Linked DNA regions of Zea mays: all the other regions are linked to region 1. The links are chromatin contacts, called in public Hi-C maps. All regions are on one chromosome and are shown on one strand. The core of a region is the stretch at or near the end of the contact, and the rest is flanking DNA. Distances in the headings are between cores, read along the strand shown.

What was found. Hi-C and Micro-C count contacts between places; a contact is called where the count stands out from the background.
Region 2: a Hi-C map of leaf shows a contact between it and region 1, with 7 times the contacts expected there. The contact joins the promoter of LOC100281139 here to the enhancer-like site in region 1. A contact is called at or near these places in 4 of 25 Hi-C or Micro-C datasets (ear, leaf, leaf mesophyll and 1 more).
Region 3: a Hi-C map of leaf shows a contact between it and region 1, with 8 times the contacts expected there. The contact joins the promoter of LOC541877 here to the enhancer-like site in region 1. A contact is called at or near these places in 3 of 25 Hi-C or Micro-C datasets (ear and leaf).
Region 4: a Hi-C map of an unstated tissue shows a contact between it and region 1, with 3 times the contacts expected there. The contact joins the promoter of LOC100216872 here to the enhancer-like site in region 1. A contact is called at or near these places in 6 of 25 Hi-C or Micro-C datasets (ear, leaf, tassel and 1 more).
Region 5: a Hi-C map of leaf shows a contact between it and region 1, with 4 times the contacts expected there. The contact joins the promoter of LOC100284708 here to the enhancer-like site in region 1. A contact is called at or near these places in 2 of 25 Hi-C or Micro-C datasets (ear and leaf).

What each region holds. Positions count from the first base shown.
Region 1 is chr5:135,769,824-135,772,659 of Zm-B73-REFERENCE-NAM-5.0, forward strand. No RefSeq gene overlaps it. Among protein-coding and RNA genes, the nearest start is that of LOC103626915, 110 kb to the right of the region's middle. Within about 2 kb of position 1,503, at least 4 of the 20 cell types and tissues checked have an H3K27ac peak or open chromatin away from gene starts, as enhancers often do. A contact at or near this core is called in leaf, where this site is marked.
Region 2 is chr5:135,301,222-135,304,061 of Zm-B73-REFERENCE-NAM-5.0, forward strand. LOC100281139 (lactoylglutathione lyase) reads left to right here and starts at 1,272. Exons shown (of 9, transcript NM_001367511.1): 1 at 1,272-1,437; 2 at 1,535-1,715; 3 at 1,795-1,919; 4 at 2,033-2,097; 5 at 2,187-2,399; 6 at 2,525-2,572; 7 at 2,683-2,790. The coding sequence starts at 1,338.
Region 3 is chr5:136,229,047-136,231,801 of Zm-B73-REFERENCE-NAM-5.0, forward strand. LOC541877 (sucrose export defective 1) reads left to right here and starts at 1,399. Exons shown (of 10, transcript NM_001111545.1): 1 at 1,399-1,607; 2 at 2,107-2,351. The coding sequence starts at 1,399.
Region 4 is chr5:136,070,611-136,073,361 of Zm-B73-REFERENCE-NAM-5.0, forward strand. LOC100216872 reads left to right here and starts at 1,425. Exons shown (of 9, transcript NM_001143261.1): 1 at 1,425-1,710; 2 at 1,969-2,242; 3 at 2,589-2,666. The coding sequence starts at 1,451.
Region 5 is chr5:135,423,292-135,425,991 of Zm-B73-REFERENCE-NAM-5.0, forward strand. It overlaps LOC100284708, which reads right to left and starts at 1,337. Exons shown (of 4, transcript NM_001157603.2): 1 at 1,048-1,337; 2 at 818-918; 3 at 534-727; 4 at 1-378. The coding sequence starts at 1,258.

The DNA.
Region 1 (2,836 bases), core at 253-2,752:
GGATGCTCGGATTGGAGCTCTTTTGTGACCAATTCATGAGGTTTTGGACTAATGATTTTATAGCAAAGTGAAAGAACATCTAAAGGTCAACAAGTTTCATGAGAAGGGTTGGTCTGTCTGCTGTGTAAAATTCGGAGAAGAGGGTGATGCAATCCTATCTGTCAGGTGAGGTGTTAGTGCTGTTTCAGTATCTGAACCTGAACTCTTTAGTGTTTTCACTCTACTTTGCTGCACAATAACTCTTGTTCTGAGTGTTTTAAACTTTGAGGTGCTATAAAAAATTGGTAGAGCTATGTTTAGGGAATAACTTTTGTTAAGGAAGATTGGTCTGTTGCCTTGTGAAATTGTGAGATCAAAGGGACTGAACAGGGAAGTGTGCGATGTGGTAGTGATGGCTGATGCAGTTGATTCAGTGTTTGGGTTAGGTTCTGAAGATCTTCCCCTTCCTGCTGGTTTCACTTGTGTTCTTGAGTTGAGAAAAGGTTGGGGTGGGTAACTAAGGTTCTAGAGGCCTCACCCCCCTGCAGAAAATATCAAGTTTTGAACCTATTAGTGCTTATCCACAGTGGAGGTCTTATCTGCTCATTTCCCTGTCTGTGTTACTGAACAAAGTTCAGTGCCTTGCTATGCATGTGATCATGCATGGTGTTGGTGTTTGGAAGCCACGTGTGTGAGCTTATGCAGTGCTGGCGTCCTTGGAGTCTTTTCCACCGTGGACTGGATGAGCTCAGTGACGCCTGCCCCTGCCTTCTTATCATGTTTGCTTCGAGACTTGGTTCAGTAGAACCTTTTCCTTGTCCTTGAGTTCTAGCCAAAGTTCATCGTGTGAGTGTTGTAGTTCTTGTGTTCATGTCGGTGTTAAACCCCCCCCAGTCACACTGGTTGATCTGCTCCCATTCTTCGCGTGGCGTTTTCTCTGTGTCTGGTGATCACGCGTTGACGTTTCATCCTCACCGTGGTCAGGCTAGTGTGATGTTGTTTCACGTTTTTAGTGTTCTAGCATCTATTATCGATGGTGAAGCTTACCGAGCTGGCCGTTCTAACTCTACTGCTGTGAGTTCTCTAGAACGTGGTTGCGACGTCGCAGAGCGGTGCCGTGAACCGTGGTCTAGGTAGGTCACTGGTACTCCTCGCGTCCTTAGTTCGAGTTCTACCGTGTTGCTACCCTGGGAACGGGCTTGCCGAGCCGAGAGCTCCATCGTTATCGTGGCCAGAGAAGGATTGTGCTTGGTGATCGTGTTGAAACCTTGTGACCAATTCACGCCAGCCAAGGACACGTTTTAGTGGTGGTTTGGGAGTGCCTGAAGTCTGCGCCGCCGCGTTCTTGGTTCTCTGTTCGCCAGAGTTGCCGACGGGAATCGGGGACGAGTCGTTGTAAAAGAAAAAGAGTAAGAACTGAGGGTATTAGATGCTCTTCTTAGAGAAACAAGCCAACAGTGGCTAGGGATTTTATTCATTTGTTCTTGGCGGCAAGGTCCTTTGCGAAAAGTGCGCAAGCTGGGCATGGGCCACGGGCTAGCTTTGTCTGGTGCACGGACCGTGCCAGCGGTTTTTGGCCCAGTCACTGTTGACTATTTTGCCTTTCTCTTTTAGTTGACAGCTTGTAAATTCTGTCTAAAATCGTAGAAAAATAGAAAATTCGCGAAAAATATTTTTTATAAGTTCATGGTAAAAATAATTTTAGAATTTTTGTAGCAATAAGTAAATTCTGAATTATTTAAAAGTGCCACTTTTAAGCATATTTGAAAGTTAACAATAAATTTTGAGCTCCAAAAATTATGGAAATTCCTGGATAAACTTAATATGTTCCTTTTAACCTCTAGTTAAAATCTGAGCCTTTTTGGAGGTCTTTTTTCTCAGAGAACCTAGTGTTTTCTAAAATAGAAAAGTTTATTCCTTAATTTAAGTATAGATTAGTCTTTTGTAGAAGAGGCTAGTTTATCAAGTGTATCTGGTCTTTGGGTGTAGTTTAAGTGTGCTCTAGTCCATTGCTATTTCTAGCTTGTAGGTGTAGTTTAGTAGTGCTTTTGGTTATCTTCTTTGCAAGTTGCATTTTCATGATATAGCACAAGCATTCATGATCATAACATGTCATGTAGAGCACCAAGAAGAAGTGGTTTTTGAAGAGAAGTTGGCTCCAGTGCTTGTTTGTCCAGTGGCTGGGTTCTTTCTAACTGGTTATCGTGGTAGAAAATCTTGAATCTCCTCCTGTGAAAGGCAAGCCCCGGTGCATTCGTCACTTGTATTTACAAAAAATTATCACCTTATATGATGCATTAGGTGATATGATGATTGATTAAACACTTGATGCATTACCATCCTTGAAAGATTGATTACCATACCTTGTCACCTGTTTTATAAAAGCTAGTCATGATTAGCCCTACTTATCTAGTAGGACTTGAAAATGATTTTGATCTCTAGATAATGTTTTTTGTAAAAAAAGGGCTTGGAATGATGAAGGCATCTAAGGCCTTGATGAATTAATCATCCAAGCATGGTACCTCTATCTGGTACCTAGTTTTTAAAATAAAGAATGTTTAAAACTTGAGACCGGGCGGTGGACTTGCACCGGAATGGAGTCTAGGTGTAGTGTCTCCATCTGAGTGGATTAAGGACCGTTCCATTGATTGGCATGTTGTGTTTGAGACTTTGCAACTAGCCACATGTTCATGTAAGCCTGAAACAAACTATTTCATACGTGAAAAGACAATCACGCACTGGGCGTGGGAGATGGTGGGAGTAGCAGGTACCCTCCTGCAAAGGGCTGGTTGGTAGGGTAATGTGCACCTAGGTAGTGCGGACATGTTCATGTAGTGGAGGATTTGTGGGAATGCTT
Region 2 (2,840 bases), core at 22-2,521, 470 kb before region 1:
TCCAGATCTCTAAAATTTGGTAGAGTTAGAAGAGTAGGTTATTATGTGCTCCAAAAATCATATAGCTGGAGTTGTGAACTTTTAGAAGATTGTTTTTTGTTTATTGTTTATATTTAAAATATTTTTAAACTATTTAAATTTATATTATAAACTACAGCTTCACACTTGAGCTTGAACCTAGAGCAGTCTCAAGCACTTTTATAAACTACAACTCTACGCTTAAGCTGGATTAGAGTAGTCCTAAAATACTCCCTATATCACAGCTCGATAGCCTGACTCAATTTGTTAATGGCTTGATTTGACTTGACTTATTCATATTTTTGAAGATAGTTAGCAAACGAGTCATCTCGTGAGTAGGCTCAAAGACTAATAATTGAAACTTATCGGCTTCAAACTTAAGGACCCTTTTGGAAAACAGGATTTTTTTTTGTTTCATGTGTTTTTCCTATAAAATGAACTAGTTTATGTAAAATTCATGTATGATCCCTCTAAAATTCCTGCATTTCAAAGGAACCCTAAGCTAGCTTTGTATTACACGATGTCCTGCAGTTTACAGTCTAACAATAGTTAGATTTAGATCTTTAAAACTTAGATTATTATGTCCCTACAAATTTGTTTTTAATAAATATATAGATAATCAGTAATGGACTATGAATATATACGTGTAGTATGAAATATGGACTATAGATATATACTGTTTTATTATCGTACGTACATATACATATGCACGCTATTCATCACCTAGGGGTGAAGATTCACCCAGCGATAATTACTAAGAGATCTTCAATTATTACACGCTAGTTGAAGCTTCATCTAGAGTGACAAATAGTGCTGCCATATACATAAACACAAATGTATACACATATGCTATATAACACCTAGTGTGAAGCTTCACCCAAACTCAATTGGCCCAACCGAGGAGCCAGCCATGCGCCATGATTTTTCGGATCCACACACCATTTTTATCGGTTCCATTGGTGATCCCAGAAAAAAATTAAACATAATACTCGGACCCACATAACCTATTTCGCACATTGGTTTGACCTAACGTGACCATAGCTGCGTGCAGCTGTGGGGCTGGTACACACCCTGTGGTGTCAACACAACCTATTCGGACCGGCGGGTGCAGGGCTGCATCTGCATGCGGTCATTCCTGTGAGATCCAGCTTTACAGCTCTGCGCGGGTCCCATTGTCCCATATCTTGACAGGTGTCTTGACTAGTTCAACAACTCTTCTTCCAACGGCCTGTGGCGGCGACAGTTGTCCAAACCAAATACATTGAGGATAGCACGAGAAAGGGGCGCCAAGCAAACCGGGTCGGCCAGCAGACACCGCCATGAGGACTCTACTACCTGTGGCCGCCGGTCGCGGGACCGTCGCCTGCGCGGCCACGCCCGTCCCCCGGAGGTCGCTGCTCCTCTCCACCGCTGCCGCAGGTGAGCACCACTCGTCCCTCGACTGTGGCAGTAGCAGTAGCACCGCAGCTATAGCTGATGACCTGCTGTGTGTTTTTTTTTAATTCATTGCAAGCAGGTGCGGCGCTGCAGCCGGAGCAGGTGGCTGGGACGAGGCCGTTGAGGCTGACCAGGAGCGTGGCGAGCGCCGTGGCAAAGCCCAGGACCTCGGCCGACGAGGCCATCTCGTGGGCGAAGAAGGACAACCGCCGGCTCCTCCACGTCGTCTACCGGGTCGGCGACCTCGACAAGACGATCAAGTACTCGCCTCTGAATTCTGAACTGGAACAGCTCGTCGGCCCGGCCCTGCTGGTCTGATGACCCAATAACGCAGTGCAGGTTCTACACCGAGTGCCTGGGGATGAAGCTGCTCAGGAAGAGAGACATACCAGAGGAGAAGTACAGCAACGCGTTCCTCGGGTACGGGCCCGAGGAATCGCATTTCGTCGTCGAGCTCACTTACAGTCAGTGCGCTCAGTCACTCGGCATCCCTCACCCCCCCCCCCCCCCCCCTCTGACCCCTGTACTGTGCAGTCTGCGGTTTCCAGGTTCCTGATCTTGCTGAATCCATTCACAGATTACGGGGTTGACAAATATGACATAGGCGAAGGGTTCGGCCATTTCGGCATCGCAGTCGAGGACGTAAGATGGCGAACCTAAGACTGCTCCATCGATGAGTTAGAATAGAGAACGTACCATGCTTGGGATCATCTGGATGATTCGTGAAACAGGTGGCCAAGACGGTAGAGCTCATAAGAGCAAAGGCTGGAAAGGTCATCAGGGAAGCCGGTCCTGTCAAGGGCGGCGAGACCGTCATCGCCTTCGTGGAGGACCCCGACGGCTACAAGTTTGAGATCATCGAGAGGCCTGGAACTCCGGAACCCTTGTGCCAGGTGATGCTCCGCGTCGGCGACCTTGACCGTGCCATAAGCTTCTATGAGAAGGTAAGTAGGTGTAGGCTTTGTTGTCATATATAAGCTCCATATCCTTTGTTGTCCAAAAAAAAAAAAAATCATCGCTACATATATATACACACTACTCTTGATCTCTCCCAAATAATAAAGCGCAGGCCTGCGGCATGGAACTGCTCCGGAAGCGAGATAGCCCTGAGTACAAGGTGATGATGCGGGGTTGCAAAAGGCATCAATAATCTGTTAGCTAGTTATTAAGTAATTGCTGCCAGATAACTTGTGTCACGCCATGGATTCCCCCGGATTGCTTCTGCAGTACACAGTGGCAATGATGGGTTACGGCCCTGAAGACAAGGACGCGGTGCTGGAGCTGACCTACAACTATGGTGTCACCGAGTATGCCAAGGGGAATGCATATGCCCAGGTGTGCAATTTGGTTTTCCTCCTCCTTCTTCGCGCGCGCTATGGCCGCCC
Region 3 (2,755 bases), core at 149-2,648, 460 kb after region 1:
GCACAGGCAAGCTCTTCATTTTATTTTATTTTATTTTCATTTCTATTTTCTATTTCCTTTTTAGTTCCCAAATTCAAATTTCAAGTTTGAATTTAAATCTGGTGCTAAAATTCAAACTTAATTTAAATGCACAACAAAACAAACCTTTACATGAGATGCAATAATCTTATTTTATTTGATATTCTTTATCTACTTATTTAATTATTTATTTCCTGACTAAAAATGCCAATAATTATGAAAAATAAGAAATGATTCACAATAAAAATATATTATTTACATAAAGGAACATATCTATTTAGTTCTGATCTTTTAGGGAATATTTCTAATTATAAAATTCAACAAAGGATAAATTAGGAACTTTTTGGTTTAATATTTATTAGAAAACATATTCGCTTTAGGGGATGCAACTTCAAAGGTATGAGGATTTTGTTAAATGATATTTTAAAACCTTATTTTACTAAATTTTAATAATAAGATTTTACATGTTACACGTCGCTAGCCCCTCCACCTCCTCTCACCTTTCTAGGACCAGCGTTAGCACAGATTAATTAAACTAGTTATAAAACTAATTACAAAGATAAAGACTAAACAATAATATAAGTCTAACAAGTCTAATTAGTCCACGATTCAATAATGTAGGGCTACAGTAAATATTTACTAATTATGGATTAATTAGAGTCTTATGGTTTAATCTTTACCTATATAATTAATTTTATAATTAGACTATATTTTGTTTGGGATAGCTCCAGCTTTAGAAATTTGGTGTAGTTGGTTGAGTAAGGTCCTGTTTAGGACAACTCCAGCTCCAGAAAAAAACGGTGGAGTTGGTGAAGAAGGTCATTAGGTGCTCCAGAAAATTGTGGAGCTGGAGCTGTAAGCTTTTAAAAAAAATAGATAAGTTATTTTATTTATTATTTAGATCTATTTTTTTAAAATCCATTTAAATTGATATTATAAACTACAGCTCCACACTGGAGCTAGAACTTGGCGCCATCCTAAACACCCCCTAAGTCATTAGGGCATGTTTAGTATAACTTTAGAGTAGACCTCTAGAAAGGAGCTGGCAAAAGACTGCCAAACACTCGAACTCTAAAGTTATAACTCCATGATGTTTTTATAGTTATAGTACAATTTTTTAAAGTACAACTTTTGCTGCTCCAGAAAACCTAAAAAACAACATAAACGTGGAGTTTAGAATCCAAACACCCCTAATTTTGACGCGCTCATTGGTCCCCAGCCCGCCACGGAGGCTGCAGATATCGGAGCCGGTGCACTCATCCATTGCAAGTACGAGCCACGTGGCGCACGCTTTGTGACACGAGGCCACGAAACCAAACAAAGAAAAACCCGTGGGCCGTGGTCACTCCGTCCGCACGGCGACTGGACTATACTGCTACCATGAACCTCGCCGTCGCAGCCGCACTGCCGTCCGTGACGCCACGTACCGGCGTCGTGCTCCCACGGAGCAGTCGCCGACACTGCCCCCGCGGGGTCGTCCCACGCGCGGCCTCGAGCTCCGTTTCCTCCTTTACCTCCCCCTCAGCAGCGGCGGCGCCCATCTACACGCCCACGCCGCAGGACCGGTCTCTCCGGACGCCGCATAGCGGGTAAGAGCCACGCGTCTCGGGATTTTGAGATTCGGTAGTGTTCATGGAGTCTATGGGGAGTCAGGATGGCGTTTGGTTCGAAGAATGAGTAGTCAATCATTTCTGGCTCCATTTTTTTTTCGTTTGGTTTGTAGAGTAGAATGAGTTGATCCGTTATCAGCTCACTCCTCACCAGCTAATAACTAGTGCTAGAATCATTTCACCATATTTTTATTATAGAACTGAACTCACGATGCACAACCTTATCTAGAATGGTTTGATTCCTGAAACCAAACAACCTAAAGTTGATTGAATTAGTGACACATCGTCACATTTGTTTGGTATTTAGGGCATGAATGCGGTCATTTCAGAGCTCCAACTCACTGTTCACGCCCATTCAACAGGCTCAGATTATTCACAATGCTGCTATTTTGTTACCCTCATTCCTGTTACACGTTGCCACGACCAAGTGCTAAAAGCCTGAGACAAACTACTTAAATATAGCTGGACAATTTTGCAGGTACCACTTTGATGGCACGGCTCGACCTTTCTTTGAAGGATGGTACTTCAAGGTGTCGATTCCAGAGTGCAGGCAGAGTTTCTGCTTTATGTACTCTGTTGAGAACCCTCTCTTCCGTGATGGTATGAGTGATTTGGACAAGTTGTTATATCGCCCACGCTTTACTGGTGTGGGAGCACAAATCCTTGGTGCGGACGATAAGTACATATGCCAGTTCTCTGAGAAATCAAACAATTTTTGGGGAAGTAAGCTTCTTGCCCAGTCTCTCTGTCTTTGTTTACTGTTTTATTTTATACTTTGTTGTATGGAAACTCTGTAGCTAGAATTTATAAACAGGTTGGCATGATAAATTCATAGCATGTATAATGTGGTACTGCACTGCAAGTTCATGCAGATTTAAGATTTGCAATGAACTTCATAAAATCAAGTTAGTGCTACTGTTTCTACCCTATTTGAACCAACTAGTATTGTGTCTTGGTGTTTATACATGAAATTTATATCTCTCAGTCCAGTTCCAGCGAAAATGTAGTGCACTGGTAACCACCACAAATTGTAGGTCTTCATGATACTAGTTTTGGATATCCCATGATGTATTCTTATGAGATAATTAGGGCCACTTTAGACATTTGATTGTTTTGCTCCAGTACAT
Region 4 (2,751 bases), core at 175-2,674, 300 kb after region 1:
GATATTATATGTTCCGTTGCAACGCACGGGTACTCTCCTAGTTTATGTATATGTATAGAGAGCCGCTTTTATTTGTATATATGGGTGCATCTCATGCATTATTTCTCCTTTAATCAGGCTCTTCCTTAAAGCCTGGACGCAGGGCGAACTTTTTCCTGACCCATTTCTTCTCAAAAGCAAAAGGAGGCGGATGCAAATGCAAAAGAAATGAAACGAAGAGGCCGTGGCAGAAAATGGGCAGCCAAGGAAAAGGAAACCGGTAAAGTCGTAGGGGGAGGGGAGTCGAAATAAAACACATGCCCTCTTTCAAAACCCCCTTCCACTCAGCTCCTCCACTAGCTTCTTCTTGCCAGTGCCACTACGCTTGAGATTCCTCCCCTGCTCCAAAGGCCCATGCCCCTGTTTGTTTCGGCTTTTCGCAGCTTCTGGCCACCAAAAGCTGCTGCGGACTGCCAAACACTCAGCTTTTCAGCCAACTTCTATAAAATTCGTTTGGGTAAAAACCATTCAAAATCAACATAAACATATAATCGGTTGAGTCGTCGCAATAGTAGTAATCCGTCACTTTATAGATCCTGAGCCACATGGACAACTTTATCTTCATTCGCACGTAATCCTAATGATACTCAGATTCTCTACACAGCCAGATTCTCCGCACAGCTAGATTCTTAGAAAAGCTGGTCAGAAAAAAGCTAAACCAAACAGGTCTCATATGCTTTCTCTCACCTCTGTCTAGAGGTTGACCTCAGCAAGTAAAGGGCTCGCGTTCGAAGAGATGGTGGCGATCGATCGACGAGTGCACAAAAGCTAGGGAGAGAGAGAGAGAGAGAGAGAGAGAGAGAGAGAGAGAGAGAGAGAGAGAGAGAGAGAGAGAGAGAGAGAGAGAGAGAGAGAGAGAGAGAGAGAGAGAGAGAGAGAGAGAGAGAGAGAGAGAGAGAGAGAGAGAGAGAGAGAGAGAGAGAGAGAGAGAGAGAGAGAGAGAGAGAGAGAGAGAGAGAGAGAGAGAGAGAGAGAGAGAGAGAGAGAGAGAGAGAGAGAGAGAGAGAGAGAGAGAGAGAGAGAGAGAGAGAGAGAGAGAGAGAGAGAGAGAGAGAGAGAGAGAGAGAGAGAGAGAGAGAGAGAGAGAGAGAGAGAGAGAGAGAGAGAGAGAGAGAGAGAGAGAGAGAGAGAGAGAGAGAGAGAGAGAGAGAGAGAGAGAGAGAGAGAGAGAGAGAGAGAGAGAGAGAGAGAGAGAGAGAGAGAGAGAGAGAGAGAGAGAGAGAGAGAGAGAGGAGGGCAAGCAATAGGTGCCCTGCACGTCCTTGCTTTGTGTGTGAGACAGTGAGAGAGAGAGAGGGAGGGAGGGAGGGATCAGAGGGAGGAGAATATGGATAGGGGAGTCGTCCACAAATCATCGGCGGCTCTAGTGCGCGAGATGGGGGAGGCAGGCCATAGCCATGGATGGTGGAGCATGAATAATTTGCTGAGGCCCCCCTTTGAGCAGCAGCACCACGCTTCTCTTTTCATGCCGTCCACAACCACCAGCAGCAGCACCGCCGCCGCCGCGCCCTCTTCTTCTTCGTCGTCGTCGCCGCCTCTCCAATCCTTCTCCTCTCTGCTGCTCTCGAACCACTACCCGCTGCCTACCACCACCAGCACGTCGCCGTGGCAGCACGACACCAGCATCACAAGTAGCCATGGCCAGCCGGATTCTTGGAGCCAGCTCATACAGTACGTAATTCATTTCACTCTGCATAGTCTATTCCCCCTCTCTCCTTCTCTCAAATCTCTAGTATGTGTGTGTGTGTGACAGGCAACAACATCTCTTTGTTCCTCCTGGCGCAGATAATAAGAAATGTTTTTTTTTAAAAAAAAAACTGCATGTGTGGTGGTGCATGAAATATACAATGATAACATGTTTCAGTTAACAGTAAACTGTGCTACCATTTTAACCTCTGATTACGTTGCTGATTTGTTAATTACTAGCAGCAAGGAAAGCCAGCAGATGGCGTTTCCAACTACGATTTGTTCGGAATCCGGAGGCGGCGGCAGCAGCTACGTCGTCTACGGTGCCGCAGCGGCTAGCCATGGGAGCAGCACAAGTGATGTCGAGATCCAGTTGCCATGGGGAAGCAGCAGCGTACTCCAGCAGCAGCAGAAAGCGTCCTCTCCTAGGTCTTCTTCCAGAACCACAGCGACGACGACCTCTCCCGGAAGCAACATGCTGGAGTTCTCCAACAACAGTAGCAGTTCACCACGTGAGGTAGGGATGCAAAGCTGTTCCCTTTTTAGTCTCAGTTTCTCTGGAGGAGGATGCAAAGCTGATTTATCCATGTGCATATGCATCGTGCCTGCTTTTAGACGACGCTGCGTTAATTGTTAATGTACTCAAGAGTAAAAAAAGCCTTTCTTTAAGCTTACCTAGCTGCTGAGACTGAGAGAGAAACTAGGCAGAGGTGATTTGGTTACTTTAAATCTACATATATATGGAAGTGCTAATTCACATATATAGATGACCATGCTATCTGATAAGAGCAGTAAATAAATAAATTAGACGCGTGGAATCGAAAGTTTAATGACTTTGCTCTATCTTTCTGTGTTTTCACTAGTGCATCAGTACAGTATCTGGATCAGCTTTCAAGAAGGCTAGGACCCAAGAACCCTCCCCGGCTCAATCTACTGTGAAGGTCATCCCTCTCTCTCTCTCTCTCTCTCTCTCTCTCTCTCTCTCTCTCTCTCTCTCTCTCTCTCTCTCTCCCTCCCATGAGCATG
Region 5 (2,700 bases), core at 87-2,586, 350 kb before region 1:
TCGACCGGCCTCTGGCCGTTGACCAAGCGCTTGGGGTCGACGCAGTAGTCGTAGATCCTGTAGCTGCCCTGCACCCAGCGCATCTCCCCCACCTGCGCGTCGCTCAGGCTGCAGTGGCTGGCGGCGAACGCCGCGGCGCAGCTGGAGACGCAGGCGCCCCCGCCGTAGCACTCGCAGACGCCGAGGTCGATGCCGTGGTAGTTGGCGACGAAGGGCGCCTTGGACCAGTCGGCCTTGACGCGGCCGCCCTGCGTGGCCCAGTCCTCCGCCGCCCAGATGCTGGAGTAGGCGTACATGGGCTGGCTCGTCGGGAACGCCACGCCGTGGCTCGCCGCGTAGTTGCGGAACACGCGGATGGGGACGCCGTCGACGTACCACCTTACATCATTAATTATATATATATACATGCATGCGATGTTAATTATATATTGCTATGCGATGTTAATTATGTATTGCTGATGAATAATCATGCTTGCATCTGCAAAAAAAAAAATAATAAATATATGCCACCATGCATGCTTATTATTGCTTACGCGATCATGCAGGGTGTCCAGGAGATGGTGTAGTTGTGGTAGTCGGCGGTGGGGTCGAACCATGGCTTGAACTGCATCTCCTTGTTGCCCACGCCGGCAGCGTACACGTTGGTGTGGATGGTGTAGGGCTGCCCGCTCACGTTGCCCAGGAACTCGAAGTCGATCTCGTCGTGGTTGTCGCCCAGCGACGACGTCTGCGCGCACATATGCAAATGAATTAAGCGGCGAGCGGATGATAGATGCCATAGCTCGTTCTCGTGCATGCACGCGCGCACAGCACTCACATAGTAGGTGGTGACGGTGCCGGCGGAGTCGCCGGGGACAAGCTGGATCATGGTGGACACGGTCCCGTACACGAACTGCCGCTTCGACCGGATCATGGAACCTGCATATATACATGCAGCATATAGTCTGTCATGGAGACATTACTATATATTCTAGCTAGCTACAGCTATATACTATACGAAGCATTCATCTTGTAAGACCACACACTAGCTATGTACCCTGACCGTACCTGAGGAACTGCTGACGAGCGCGAGGGAGAGCCTGTTGCCATCGTCGTAGGCCCAGCAGTTCTGGGGCTCCCAAGTCGCGTCGCACTCCTCGTAGAAGCTGCCGCCGGCCACGATGCCGACAAGCACCGATGATGCGAAAACAAGGGCAAGCAGGAAGGACGACGACACCTGCAGCCTTGCAGGGTTTCGCTGCCCTCCCGTGATCATCATTCGTATTTCTATTTTCCTACTCTATAACGTACGGTATATATGATGTCGTCTTTTCTTGTTCGTCTCTCCTATCTCTGATGAAGAGATATGAAGGAGATTATTGGTATATATATAGTGGCTCGAGCGAGGCCCTTGCTTCCGACCAGACAGAAATATATACTCGATGCATGCAATGCATACGCTTCATCACCTGACGTGATGAGTATTTTATACTAATTACTTTTTTGGTGATCATTATATTAATGGGCTTGACCTGTTTAATGTGTACGTGGCGCAGGACGTGTGGAATGATAGATGAGGAGCGCGCGGTGGGGAAGGGCAAAAGCTGCGAGCACCGTGCGGGCACGTAGTTGCAGCAGGAACCGACACACGAGTCCACTTTGGCAACGACGTGCCTGACATCCTGGGCATACTTGCGCCGAACGTCTTATGGCATCCATCATGCGTGCCCTTCCACCACCATCATCGCCCTCCAACATCTGGCACCCGGCAAGAATCATTCCGCGCACCACACGCAAATTTATCAGAACTGTCATATATCCCGTCACATGAAAAGAGAAAAACATCTGACGACCATTTCCGACAGCTTCAGTGCCAGCTATCGGACATGTATATATTACGTCCGATAGCTTCCTGAGGTCGTCGAAAACAACCTAAGCGTATCCACCGGTCGTCGGACATAAGTCTTACGTCCGACGGCCGTCAGATAAGTCATCGAACATAAACTATTTTAAGAAACACAGCGTCCAACCGTGCCGTTTCACTTTCCCCACACGCGTGCCCATCACAGTTTCTCTCTGCATGACCCCGACACCGCCAGTGGTCGCCCTAGCCCAACCCGCGTCAGGTTACAACGACGGAATCGATGTTAGGTATCCTTGTAGCTAGCAAGTGTCGAAACATTTATTTCCTTGATAGGATGACTATGTTGATAGATCTTTGTAAGAATGGCTATATTCCTTGCTATGAGGTGTGGGTGCATCACGGTGATGACCCACCTACTCGTATTGTATTAGAAGTGCAGTCAAATGAAGAGGGGGACTATGATAAGATGTAAGAGATGCTTGACGATGTACGACATGAGCTTCTACCTATCGGTTATGAGAATTCCCCTCAATCCCGGGATTCTGATCCTCCGACGCTTGAGATTCTGAAGTTCTTCGAGCTCCTTAAAGCTTCCGAAGAGCTGTTGCACGAGCACACGAAAGTGACCGTCCTTGTCTTCATGACTCAACTTATGGCTATTAAGTTAAACTTTGCATTTTCAAACAACTTCTACAAGGATCTTGTGAACTTGATTAATGATGTACTTCTGGAGAATCATAAGATGCCAAAGGACATGTACTAGTCCAAGAAGTTGCTCTCGAGTCTCGGTATGCACTACGAAAAAATTGATGTCTATGACAATAACTATATGCTTTTCTAGAAAGAGACCGTGAATG